2 separate regions of the Danio rerio genome follow, and region 2 is linked to region 1. The links are chromatin contacts, called in public Hi-C maps. All regions are on one chromosome and are shown on one strand. The core of a region is the stretch at or near the end of the contact, and the rest is flanking DNA. Distances in the headings are between cores, read along the strand shown.

The links. A called contact is a pair of places that touch in the nucleus more often than the background predicts.
Region 2: a contact with region 1 is called in a Hi-C map of embryo, with 2.5 times the contacts expected there. The contact joins two enhancer-like sites. A contact is called at or near these places in 8 of 18 Hi-C or Micro-C datasets (caudal fin, embryo, fibroblasts and 2 more) and 1 of 4 datasets of contacts at active chromatin or transcription factors (caudal fin).

The regions. Positions count from the first base shown.
Region 1 is chr12:32,813,198-32,819,081 of GRCz12tu, forward strand. No RefSeq gene overlaps it. Among named protein-coding and RNA genes, the nearest start is that of crygmxl2, 77 kb to the left of the region's middle. Within about 2 kb of position 2,889, at least 5 of the 62 cell types and tissues checked have an H3K27ac peak or open chromatin away from gene starts, as enhancers often do.
Region 2 is chr12:33,213,088-33,218,971 of GRCz12tu, forward strand. The region is part of intron 5 of vti1a (vesicle transport through interaction with t-SNAREs 1A); the gene reads right to left. Among named protein-coding and RNA genes, the nearest start is that of vti1a, 100 kb to the right of the region's middle. Within about 2 kb of position 2,869, at least 31 of the 62 cell types and tissues checked have an H3K27ac peak or open chromatin away from gene starts, as enhancers often do.

The DNA.
Region 1 (5,884 bases), core at 1,639-4,138:
CAAATAAAAAATGTTAATGAGAAATTCTTCTGTTGCTCTTGAATCAGAATGTTTAAGTTATACAGTAAATGTGGGCATATACCTTATTTTCACATCCTAATGCTAACAAGTATGCTTTGTTGGAAAAACAAATACTCAAGTCACTATATTCTTTGTGTTCAACTGAAGGAAAAAAAATCAAACAGCTTATTAACAGGTGTGTAAATGAAGACAGAATATTCAGTTTTGGCTGAACTTTCCCTTTGAACACATGTTCTGTAACACCTGTGCAATGCACACACACATCCGCGGAGGAGATGTAAAATGACCTAGACTTGTTTATGAGTGCAGAGGCCCGTCCCTGATGGCTGCCAGTGGAAGCAGACTGCATTCCTATCATTAATACTAGTGTAGCGGCTCTGTGCAACTGTGGAGGAGAAAACATCCTTATCAGCACACAGGACAAAGCTCTTCCAGGACGAATGGCCCGCCGCCGGGCAGATGGAGAGATCTTATCTGAGCCATGGATCGCTGCAGTCGGGGAGGGAAAAAGCTCTGTTTAAAGGCCAGTTTAAGTGGACACGGTCTGGGCTAGAGAGGGTCGGTTGAAGAATAGCACTGCCCATATATACGGCTTTGAAACAACCTGCTGACAAAAACTGCTTTGCATTTTCTTAAGTGGAATTTAATATCAAATAATCCAAAAAATTGCATTTCAACCAAACAGTAGATAACACATATTTATTTAAAGTAGGTGTTGTTGACTCAAATGAGCCTAAAAGCAACACAAAGCCACATGTATATTTTGATTATAAATCTACAGTTCATTAAATGGCATTACATGTTGCTTTGTATAAGCTATAGGAGATCCAACTGTGTGTCTGAATATGCTAACTTCCATGCTAAATAGAAGTCAAAATGGCATTTGATCATGTTGACTTGATGAGCAGTGTTTTTTAATGTCAACGGAAAGTGTCAGAAAGTTTAAACGACAGAAATTGCTAATTATTATAAGAAAATGCAGGGTTGTCTCAAACTCAACTTTGGGCCAAATGGACAAAACCAACTATTGTTTTTACAGTGTAGCGTTAGTAATTTTGTGAATGAGATTTTAGAGCGTGCTAATGATTAACAATTGCCATAGATCAGTGGTGTTCAAACTCGGTCCTGGAGGGCCGGTGTCCTGCATATTTTAGTTCCAACCCCAATTAAATATACCTGAACCAGCTAATCAAGCTCTTTCTAGGTATACTAGACTTTCAGGCAGGTGTGTTGGACAATACTTAACTAACAATACTTATTGATATTAGAGTGATTTCTGAAGGATCATGTGACTTAAGACTGGAGTAATGATGAAGCTGAAAGTTCATCTTTAAAATCACTAGAATAAATGATTAAATTAAATTATAAAGTACTTTTGAAGAGTTATTTTATAGTGCAATGCCATTTCACAATTGTGCAATTTGTACTGTATTTTTGATTAAATAAAAGCAGCCTCGGTGAGCAGGAGAAGCTTATTTTAAAACACTTAAAAATCCTACTTTGACTGGTAGTGTATATAAAAAAACAGTTCTTGAGTCATTTATTCTACGCACTATGTAAACTACGCACTTCTGTTTCTGTGAGAAAGGAATGATGTGGCAGTTGACTGAATGAAGTGTTCAACATTTAACTCACTCAGTTAAACTTTTTTTTTTAAATTCAGTTAAATAATGCATATTTCAAGTACTTTAAGTAAATGTTTTTCAGTGTGAACACACTATTCACATTATTTCTACTATGAAATAGCATAGAATAGTGCAAAAGTATGAAAAAAATGTTGTATGTCTGAGATTGGGGTCATAAAGGTAATAAAAAATGTGTATAAAAATAAGTGGATATAAAGAAAGCTTGTGTCAGTAGTAGTATTTACAACTTTGTTTGACTTCTTAGAATAAGAAATAAGAAAATAAGGTTTTGTCAGTGTATATCTGGGGATTGAGTCACATTTGTTAGGTACTTTAGGTCTGCATGTGCAAGCACGAGCAAAAGTTGCTGACAGCAGTGCTGAAGTATCTGAATTCTACAGGCTCTTTAAGAATATAAAATAATGTCAACTAAAATAAATTACTTATTTGCAGCTATTTATTTATTTTATAGTGATAAAATGGCTTTATTATTATTATTATTTTTATTTAATTCCAATGCAACACTGAAAGAAAATATTGAAGTGATAAATATGCATACATAAATGAGAGAATTTTAAAATATTGCCATTCACCAAAGTCAGGTTTGAAAGGGAGTTTGATCTAGAGCTTATATATATATAGAGCTTATATATAAAGAGCGTATACATATATACTGTGTGTGTGTGTGTGTGTGTGTGTGTGTGTGTGTGTGTGTGTGTGTGTGTGTGTGTGTGTGTGTGTGTTAATTAAAAAGTGCCGCTTTAGAGCTCATGTTAATCTGTGTTCAGATTAAGATCAAACTTTGACTAAGATTGGAAAACTTGACTTTGGCGCGTGGCAATATAAATTTATAGTGTTCACAGTCTCTCCTCGCTTCATCCATGATCTCTCGGTCTACTTTCTCCTGCTTATTGGATCTGATTTCGAAGATAACTGATTTCTCAAATGCTGGAAAGGTTTTGATGGCCGGAACAGGCCAAGTTTGTCCGAAGATCGCTTCATTGATACAACACAGATGGAGCGCTGATGATTTATAGATCTGACTCCAGCAGCTCGCCAACTGCGCAGCAAGCGGCAAGTTTAGCCCGTTTAGTCTTCACACATTCACCTCTTCTGGTGTCTTTTTCCTTTCTCTTCCTTTCCTTTGTGTTTTATTCTCTCTTTCTCTCCTTTCCATATACCCTCGCCGGTTCCCAGAGTAGCTGTAGGTGTGTGAGCGCCAGAGGCATGAAAAGCGAGACATGTTTTTTTCCTCCGCTGCTTACAAAGAAAGGGCCTCATCCGCGGTATCGCGCCGAGGGATGGAGTCTCTGTGCACCTCCTCAATAAGAACAGGACCGGACTAATATGAAGCCGAGTCTGCCGCTCACATACGCTTATCAGAGGGATTCATTATTTTAGTGAGGCCAGGCTGGACGGTGATAGACAGCGGAATCAGAGATGGACAGGTGGCGGGAGAGAGAGAAAGTCTTACACACCTGTCAGGGGCGATCAACATGGTCCACAATGGAGAACTGTAAACAAGAACGCAGGACAACACACACACACATACACACAAAGAGCAAAAAACAAACAAACCACAAATGCAAAGCACTGGCAGTGACAGATGTTGGCAGGGAATTGGGTGGGAAAAGAAAGACTTTCATTTCTTTCCGCGCTTCATTTGGCTTTCATGGTGCGGATGCTACGAGAGAAAAGATGGGAATAGAGAGCGCCGGCCTGCCTATCTCGCGGCGCACTGGGCTCCAGTCGTAATATCTTCTGGCTGCTCTGCCTTCTGTTGCTTTATCCTCAAATATAAATGGAGGCATTGGTGCCAAGTTAGATTAGAAGCGAAGTGGAAACGTGGAAAAGACAGTTTGTCAGTAATCAGATGTTTGTGTTGGCTTCAGGAGCTATTTTTGTGGCTGTAAATGTGAGCGGTTGCGCTTTGATATTGCCGGACGTTGGGCTGTGGAGAAACAATAGAGATTGTCAAGCCACTGTAGTTCTCAGCTTTATGAGTTGTAGTGCTCTGCTCATCATACACTGTGTTGTGTTTACAAACCTGCATCGTGTCGGACAGAGGAGCAGGATGACAGAGCTTTCCAGAGCTTCAAACAGATCCAGTGTTTTTTTTTCTCTGCAGGTGCTAGATCTGTGTTTCGGACACCTGGTGGCGCTAAAGTACAAGACAAACGCGCCAGTTCTCTATCTGACAAGCTGCTTTAAAGCCCGCGACAACACACCATTCTCACACATCACAAAGAAAATAGACGAGGCCAAAGTTTTTCAACTCCTTTCAAATGGGAATTCCAAGAGATTAGGAAATGACAGTGAGTTATGAACGAAGAAACGTATGAGCATTTTTTAATTGCCATGATAAAAAAATATATAGAATATACTGTTGAAGTCAGAATTATTAGCCCCCCTTTGATTTATTTTTTTAATATTTCCCAAATTATGTTTAACAGAGCAAGGAAATTTTCACAGTATGTCTGATAATATTTTTTCTTATTATTTGCTTTATTTCGGATAGAATAAAATCATTTTTTAATTTTAAAAAGCCATTTTAAGGTCAAAATTATTAGCCCCTTTAAGCTATATATATTTTTTCGATAGTCTGCAGAACAAACCATCGTTATACAATAGCTTTACCCTAACCTGCTAACCTAATAAACCTATAGTTTAGCCGTTAAATGTCACTTTAAGATGTATAGAAGTGTCTTGAAAAATATCTAGTCAAATATTATTTACCCTCATGAAGGCAAAAATTAAACAAATCAGATGTTAGAAATGAGTTATTAAAACTATTATGTTTAGAAATGTATTGAATTTTTTTTCTCTCGGTTAAACAGAAATTGGGGGGAAAATGAACAGGGGGGCTAATAATTGAGGGGGGCTATAATTCTGACTTAATATATATATATATATATATATATATATATATATATATATATATATATATATATATATATATATATATATATATATAATGAAATAATATAATAAATAAATGAAATTAATACACACACACACACACACACACACACAACCCTAACCATGAAAATATAAATACCTACATTTACCACAATTATGTTGATAATATTATTCATTAATTATTTGTAGACTATGATTTCTAGCAAATCACCAATTCTTAATATTAATAATACAATAAACATTAGTTCCTAAATGTAAAAGAACTCTTTGAATAATTGAACAAGATCAATGATAATAATATTTACTATTAAAAATTGATTGTATAATAGATTTGTAAACAGCTATGAATATGTGAACTAACAATAGTCTAAAATGATAAAATAGCATCATTGCATACATTTTTGAAATACTGAAACGTATTTATTCATTCATTTTCTTTTAGACTTACTCCCTTTATTAATCAGGGGTTGCCACAGCAGAATGAACCGCCAACTTGTTCAGCATATGTTTTACGCAGCGGATGCCCTTCTAGATGTAACCCAATACTGAGAAACACCCATACACTCTCATTCACACACATTTAGTTTATTCAATTCACCTGTACCTCAAGTTTTTGAACTGTGAGAGGAAACCGGAGGGCCCGGAGGATATATATATATATATATATATATATATATATATATATATATATATATATATATATATATATATATATATATATATATATATATATATATATATCATAATGAAATATATATATGAATTTATTGTCATGTTTGTCTAGAGATAAATGAAATGTAGTTGTGAAAAAAAAACTTTTACATTATCTGCGCATTATCTTATTATTTTTTTCTGATCAACTATGAAGTAGATAAATTCAAATGCATTATAAATATAAATACATTCAACTTTTCAGTTTACGATGGGAATGTCAATCGTACCTTTAAAAGTCCAATATTAAATCCATTTGAGGTTTTTCAAAAAGGTAGTTCAAAAATAGATAAATATTAGTCTCTTTATTGTTTTTTTTAGTGATAAAGATTTTAAAAATTAAGAACTAACATGATGCCGTGAATAACATTAAAATGCATCACAATATTAATTTCAGACAACAACATAATTGTTATTATTTATTAATTCAATTCATCTTTATTTCTGTAGTGATTTTACAATGTAGATTGTGTCAAAGCAGCTTAACATAGATGTTCTAGTAAATTGAGACTGTGTCAGTCCAGTTTTCAGAGCTGAAGTTTAGTTTAGTTCAGTTCAGTTTGGTTTAATTTTCACTGTTAATCATATATAGTGAGCATCTCCTGAGC
Region 2 (5,884 bases), core at 1,619-4,118, 400 kb after region 1:
TTCTTATTTTTGTCAAGATTCATCGTTTGTTTTGGTGACAAAGTATCGTTGGGTCTGGTAAACATTCTGAAATAATATTTTTGATATAACACATGCACAAAACACTTCATTTGTACACATAACACCTAATTATTTGGCCGTCTTGAGACTTCTTTCCTGACTATTTTTATCTGACTAAGTTGATCATGAAAGAAAGCTGGCAATCTCTGGCAGGATGAAGGCTTGGGATTGCATTTTGTTTGTGTGTAATCGAAATGAGTCTGCAGCAGCAGATGGCATTGGGTGTTTCGTGTGAGATTTTTCAGAAAACACCTCACCATGGTCAATGCGGTTATGCATGGCAACTCAACCTTATGGGTTTGTTGATGAAAACAAGTAAGCTGAACACTGGAGAAAAAAAATCTATAGTATGAAAACAACCTTAAAATGCCAGCAAATAAAACTCTTCTCAATCGGTGTATGATTTTAAATGCAGCTGAATAACTTCTTTGTCTTGCTTTAACTCATTATAGTACTTGACCTCTTTTATGCATTTATATTTCAAATGCATTATTTTATATTTATCATTTACGTTCTGTCTTTTTGTACAGTATGGTGAACCTGTGTTGTGTTTATTTGTGATTTGTGGACAAAAAAAATTGAATGAATGAATGAACATACCTAAATTAAAAATATATATATGATTTAATACTGATTTAAGGAAAATTCTATAATGTTAATAATAAATAGAAAGAAGCATTTATATCTGCATGGATTACTAATATATATATATATATATATATATATATATATATATATATATATATATATATATATATATATATATATATATATATATATATATATATTTACAATTTATTTTATAATTGTATTGAATCATCTGGCAAACATCATAAGCAATCAAGGGAACAAATCAGATAAATGTTTCGAATAAATTATGTTCAATAAATTAGAACGCTGAAATGTAAGAGTTTCTTTGCCTCCAGTTATAATACTTGCAAAAAATAAAACAATCACTTATTTTCAACCTCCAATTCTCCCTTATGCTTCAGTTAGATGTGATTATTAGCGGAATTCCACCAATTTAATTTAAGTCAAATTCAGATTTCTATACAAACTAGGGCTAAACAATATACTGTATCGTATCAGCATATCGCCAATGTGCAAATCCACTATAGACAAATAGCAAAGATATGCAAAGTCGAGTCTGAATTATAGTTATCCAGGAGCTACAAAATTGCATTTAATTACAGTATTTTTATATAATGTATATATTTTATGCAAAAAAAAAAAAACATTTATTACTTAGAATTTTTGTCTTGTTTCTTGTCCAAATATCTACATTTTAAAGCAAAAACAAGCTAAATTTCACTTACCTCACAGGCAGAGCATTTCCTTAAAAAAATAAAAAAAATAAATAAAAAAAACCTCAATTTTCACTCATTTTTTTCTGAATGTGAAAACTAAACAATATTTTTAGTTGGTCAAAGAATGTTTTTGATATATGGACTTGAAACAAGACAAAAAGTAAGAAAAGCTTTTATTTTATATATTTTTTTCATTGTTATTATTCAATTTCTATACTGGAATACTGTTAGACTCCCCAGAAAACCATCAAAAATAGCTGTTCAAACAACCTTGTGAAACTGTATTAATATCGCAATATTGCAGAAAAATAAAATATCGCAATTTCAGATCATTCCAATATCGTGCAGCCCAAATACAAACGATCATCCTTAAAAGAAATCCTTACACAATATTAACCACCAATTAATTTAGACAAAGACTACTGCTGTATGTATTGTAATTTTAAAAAGCAGCAACAATACACTAATATCTGCCTTAAATATAGATTAATAATTTCATAAAGCAATTTAAATAATGCACAAATGTTAAGAACCCATTTTCAGCTTAAAACACATACATACACTGTAAAAAAGTGCTGGGTTTCACACAACTTCATGTTGACCAAACACAAAACGATTAATTTAACATAAAATAAGTTTTTGCAAATTTAAGTGGACTGAACATAAAACAATTAAGCTGTCCCAAAAACCTGACACAAGAATTGTGGTGATTCGACTCATTTTAAATAAGTAGTTTAAAAAATCATTATTTTTAAGTGTACACAAGACGCCTCATCTAATATTTTTAGATCAACAGAAATTCAACACAGACTTAAAAGCTTTTTGTTAATAATTTAGAGGTTAACGCAGTAGTCAACATCTATCAATCTACATTAAAAAAAAAAAAACATAAAAGGATTTCCTTGATTCTATTTTGCAATTTAATTATGACCTTAAGTGAAATCACTAAAACAATTAAGCCCATTACCACAAGACAATAATTTTGCTCAAATCAACCTCATCTATATTTTAACCTATTCTAAACGACTCAAATCAAGTGTGGACACCATGAATAACAGAGTAAAAAATTGAATAATACAAATGAATGTGAAAGTTTTCATCGAGCAATGGCATCATGTTCAATTCAAACAAACTTCATAGGTGAGGTGACAAATCTAGTCTGGTCCCTTTTTTTAAAGAGGGAATAATAATAGCTGAAATATCATGCTGCTGATGTTCAGTATCGCCCCTACATACAGATCTGAAAATACTGATGCTCTCAGCAGGGATTCAGCAGTGCACACAAACACACTCCCTCTCAAACACGCACATAAAAAAAAACACTGTGCTAAATAAATAAAACTCAAATGAGCTCCTAGAGTTGCGAGCAAAGCTTATCTTTTCAGGAACTTTCAGCACCAGGAGAAACATCCAAAGACTGGAGCAGAGAGAGAGGCGAGCGGTGGAGGCCTCTTGTGCCCCAGTGTGGAGACTATTCTCTGAGAAGGTCTCTTTTTTTTAACGGTGGCTCAAGGGCGCAGCCTATCTGCCAATCTGTAGACTGCAGGAGTCTCTCTACATTTAATACAAGGTAGATTCATTTATGGGAGTCAAAACTGCCATGGCCAAGCAAAAAGTAAAAGAAGTTGCATTTTGAGGTGCAATATAATTACAAATATTTGAAAACATAAAATAATAAATACGTTTGTTTGTAAGTAATGTTGTACATTAGATCCGAGTGCAATACATTTACTTAAGAAAATACACAAAATTATTAGAAACTTACATATAAAATACATATTGTATAGGCTAGTAAATACTCTTTAAAACCTAGAAAATTAAACAAAAGTAAACAAATATATTTTACTCACACTAGACTTTAGAGTTACACCTAATAATAAAAATAACATGACTTTTATTAAAGATTTAATTGGTTTAAAGCTGTTTAATTTTGAAAGTTAACTTCTGCTGTACACTTATTATATCCAAGCATTATGAGGTGCAATATAAATCTATGCATTTTCAAGATGCAAAAAGTACAGTAAGACATTTTGTAAAGTGTTTTTTTTTAACTCAAATTACACTTATCAATAAGACATGCAAGATCAATTTTATTACATTATATAACAAATTGAGCTGCTTTAATGCAAGTTTTCTCTTTTGAAACAGAAATTTTATTGTAGTTTAAGTAAGTCAGTTGTATATTAATGTGTAATTATAATTTTATATTATTATTTTGTACATTCAAAGAAACTAAGCCCATTGTATAGATGTTTTTCAAATGGTTTAAGTTCACTTGAAGTGATATCCCACACAAACAAATAAACAAACAAACAAACAAACAAACAAACAAACAAATAAATAAATAAATAAGTAAGTAAATAAATAAATATTTAGTCATTTTATATTAACAAAAGAAGATAATTTTAAAGAATATAAGAAACCACTAATTGACTTCTATAGTAATTCTTTTTCCTATTATGGAAGTCGATAAACACCAGCCTCCTACACTGTAAAAAATGCTGGGTTCCACAATTTATTTAAGTAGTCCCAACACAAATCGATTAAGTTAACGTAACAAATTTAAGTGGAATGAACATAAAACCATTAGGTTTTAGAATAAATATATAAATAATGATGTTATTTCTGCTCATTATAAATAAATAGTTTGAACAATCATTTTCTTAGTGTAAATTCTCCAAAATATCATATTTTCTGTCTATTATGTTTGATAGGAAAAAAAAAATACTCATAAATATTTGCAACTACTCGATGACTAAATGGTGAGTTTTCAATTTGGGGTCAACTATCCCTTTAACCTGTTGGCTTCTGCAATGTAAACAAGACCCAAGAAGCCAACACCATCACTCATATAATGCATCCGTTTCGATAACAGTCATGCAAACTATTATTAAATATGTCAGGACGATGGCAGCAGACACAAAACAGGGTACATCCGAATGCCCCCCGCCCTGTCGTATTTGCCCGACTCCCTCCCCAGACAAAAGTGAAGCTGTCCCACTGACTGACAGATGGAGCCCCCAGCTGACAGATCGGCCGATGTGTTTCATGTTCAGTGGGCGTCCTGAGCCGGCGGCCGCACCGGTCCGGGACGCGGCCTGCAGAGGAGGAAGCCACTTTGAGGGACAGTGAGACACAAGCAGCCACGGAGGGACAGACGGACAGCACTAATGATGAGTGGGGCTTTTTTTATATGTTGGGTGGTCAGTGTTGGGACGCGTCACGCGTTGAGCCATATTTAATCTGAAAACAAATAAGATTATCTGTGCTGGGTTAACTATCCATAACAAAGCAGGGCCGGCAGCTGTTCAAATTTACCATGAGGATGAAGGCAGTGTTGTTAAGAGATATTAAGTCATTAATGAAAAGTATGACTGACTGTTAAGAGTGAATGATGAAGTCTGAAGTGACAGGAAAATACAATGAGGATGAGAAGTAAGTGATATTTGATTTGGTCACTGTTGAAAAATAATAATGAATATAACAATAACAATAAGAACAAATCATTTACAGATATAAGGCAAAAAATGTAAAGTAAATTAAACCAAAAAATTGTATTAATAAATAAATAAACCAAAATGTTGCAAATTTTTATAACTAATAATAACAATATTATTACTGATAATAACTATTACTAATAACAAGGCCGACGTGGAATCTGTGCACGCAGAAATCTGCAGATTTCCGCAATTTTGTCCATCATTGAGTCTATTTATTTACTTGTGTAAATCTATATTTATTCAGATTTTTTTAATAAATTTTAGTAATATTATTGACTAATATGAAAATGTTCATATGATTTGTTTACAATACGGTTTATAAAGTAATATTTTCTGTCTTTTAGTAGATGTGTTATATGTGAAACTTGCTTTGTTTACCAAATAAGTGGCTCTAATTGGATTTACATTTAAACATTAAGTAAAAGGTATTATTTTTTAATTTAATACATAATGTTTTTAGTTACGATACTCCCAAAAATCATTCCACATAAATCAGCATATTTTCTACAAAATTCTGCACAGAAATAGCAAAAAATGTTAGCAGATTCTGTCTAGCCTTACTAATAACTAATAATAAATATTAACTATGATAGCTAATGTTTTAATTGCTGAAGAAACAAATATGACAGTTACAATATTTTTTATTGAAACCATAAAACCTTATTTTATCATATTGTAGTATGTAATATAACATAATAAAAACAAATCAAACAGTATTATAAACAAATTAGCAACAAAGCATTTTGTATTGATTACAGTTCACTAAAATAAAATGACTATGACAAGAATGCTAATAAATTACATGTTGAATTCTAAAAAATATAATAAATCTTGCTTTAATTATTTTACTACTTTAGAAGTTAAATGTAAAACAATATATATATATATATATATATATATATATATATATATATATATATATATATATATATATATATATATATATAAACACACACACACACATATACATATTAAAACTTTGTTTTAATTATTATTATCCTTACAGTTATTGTATTT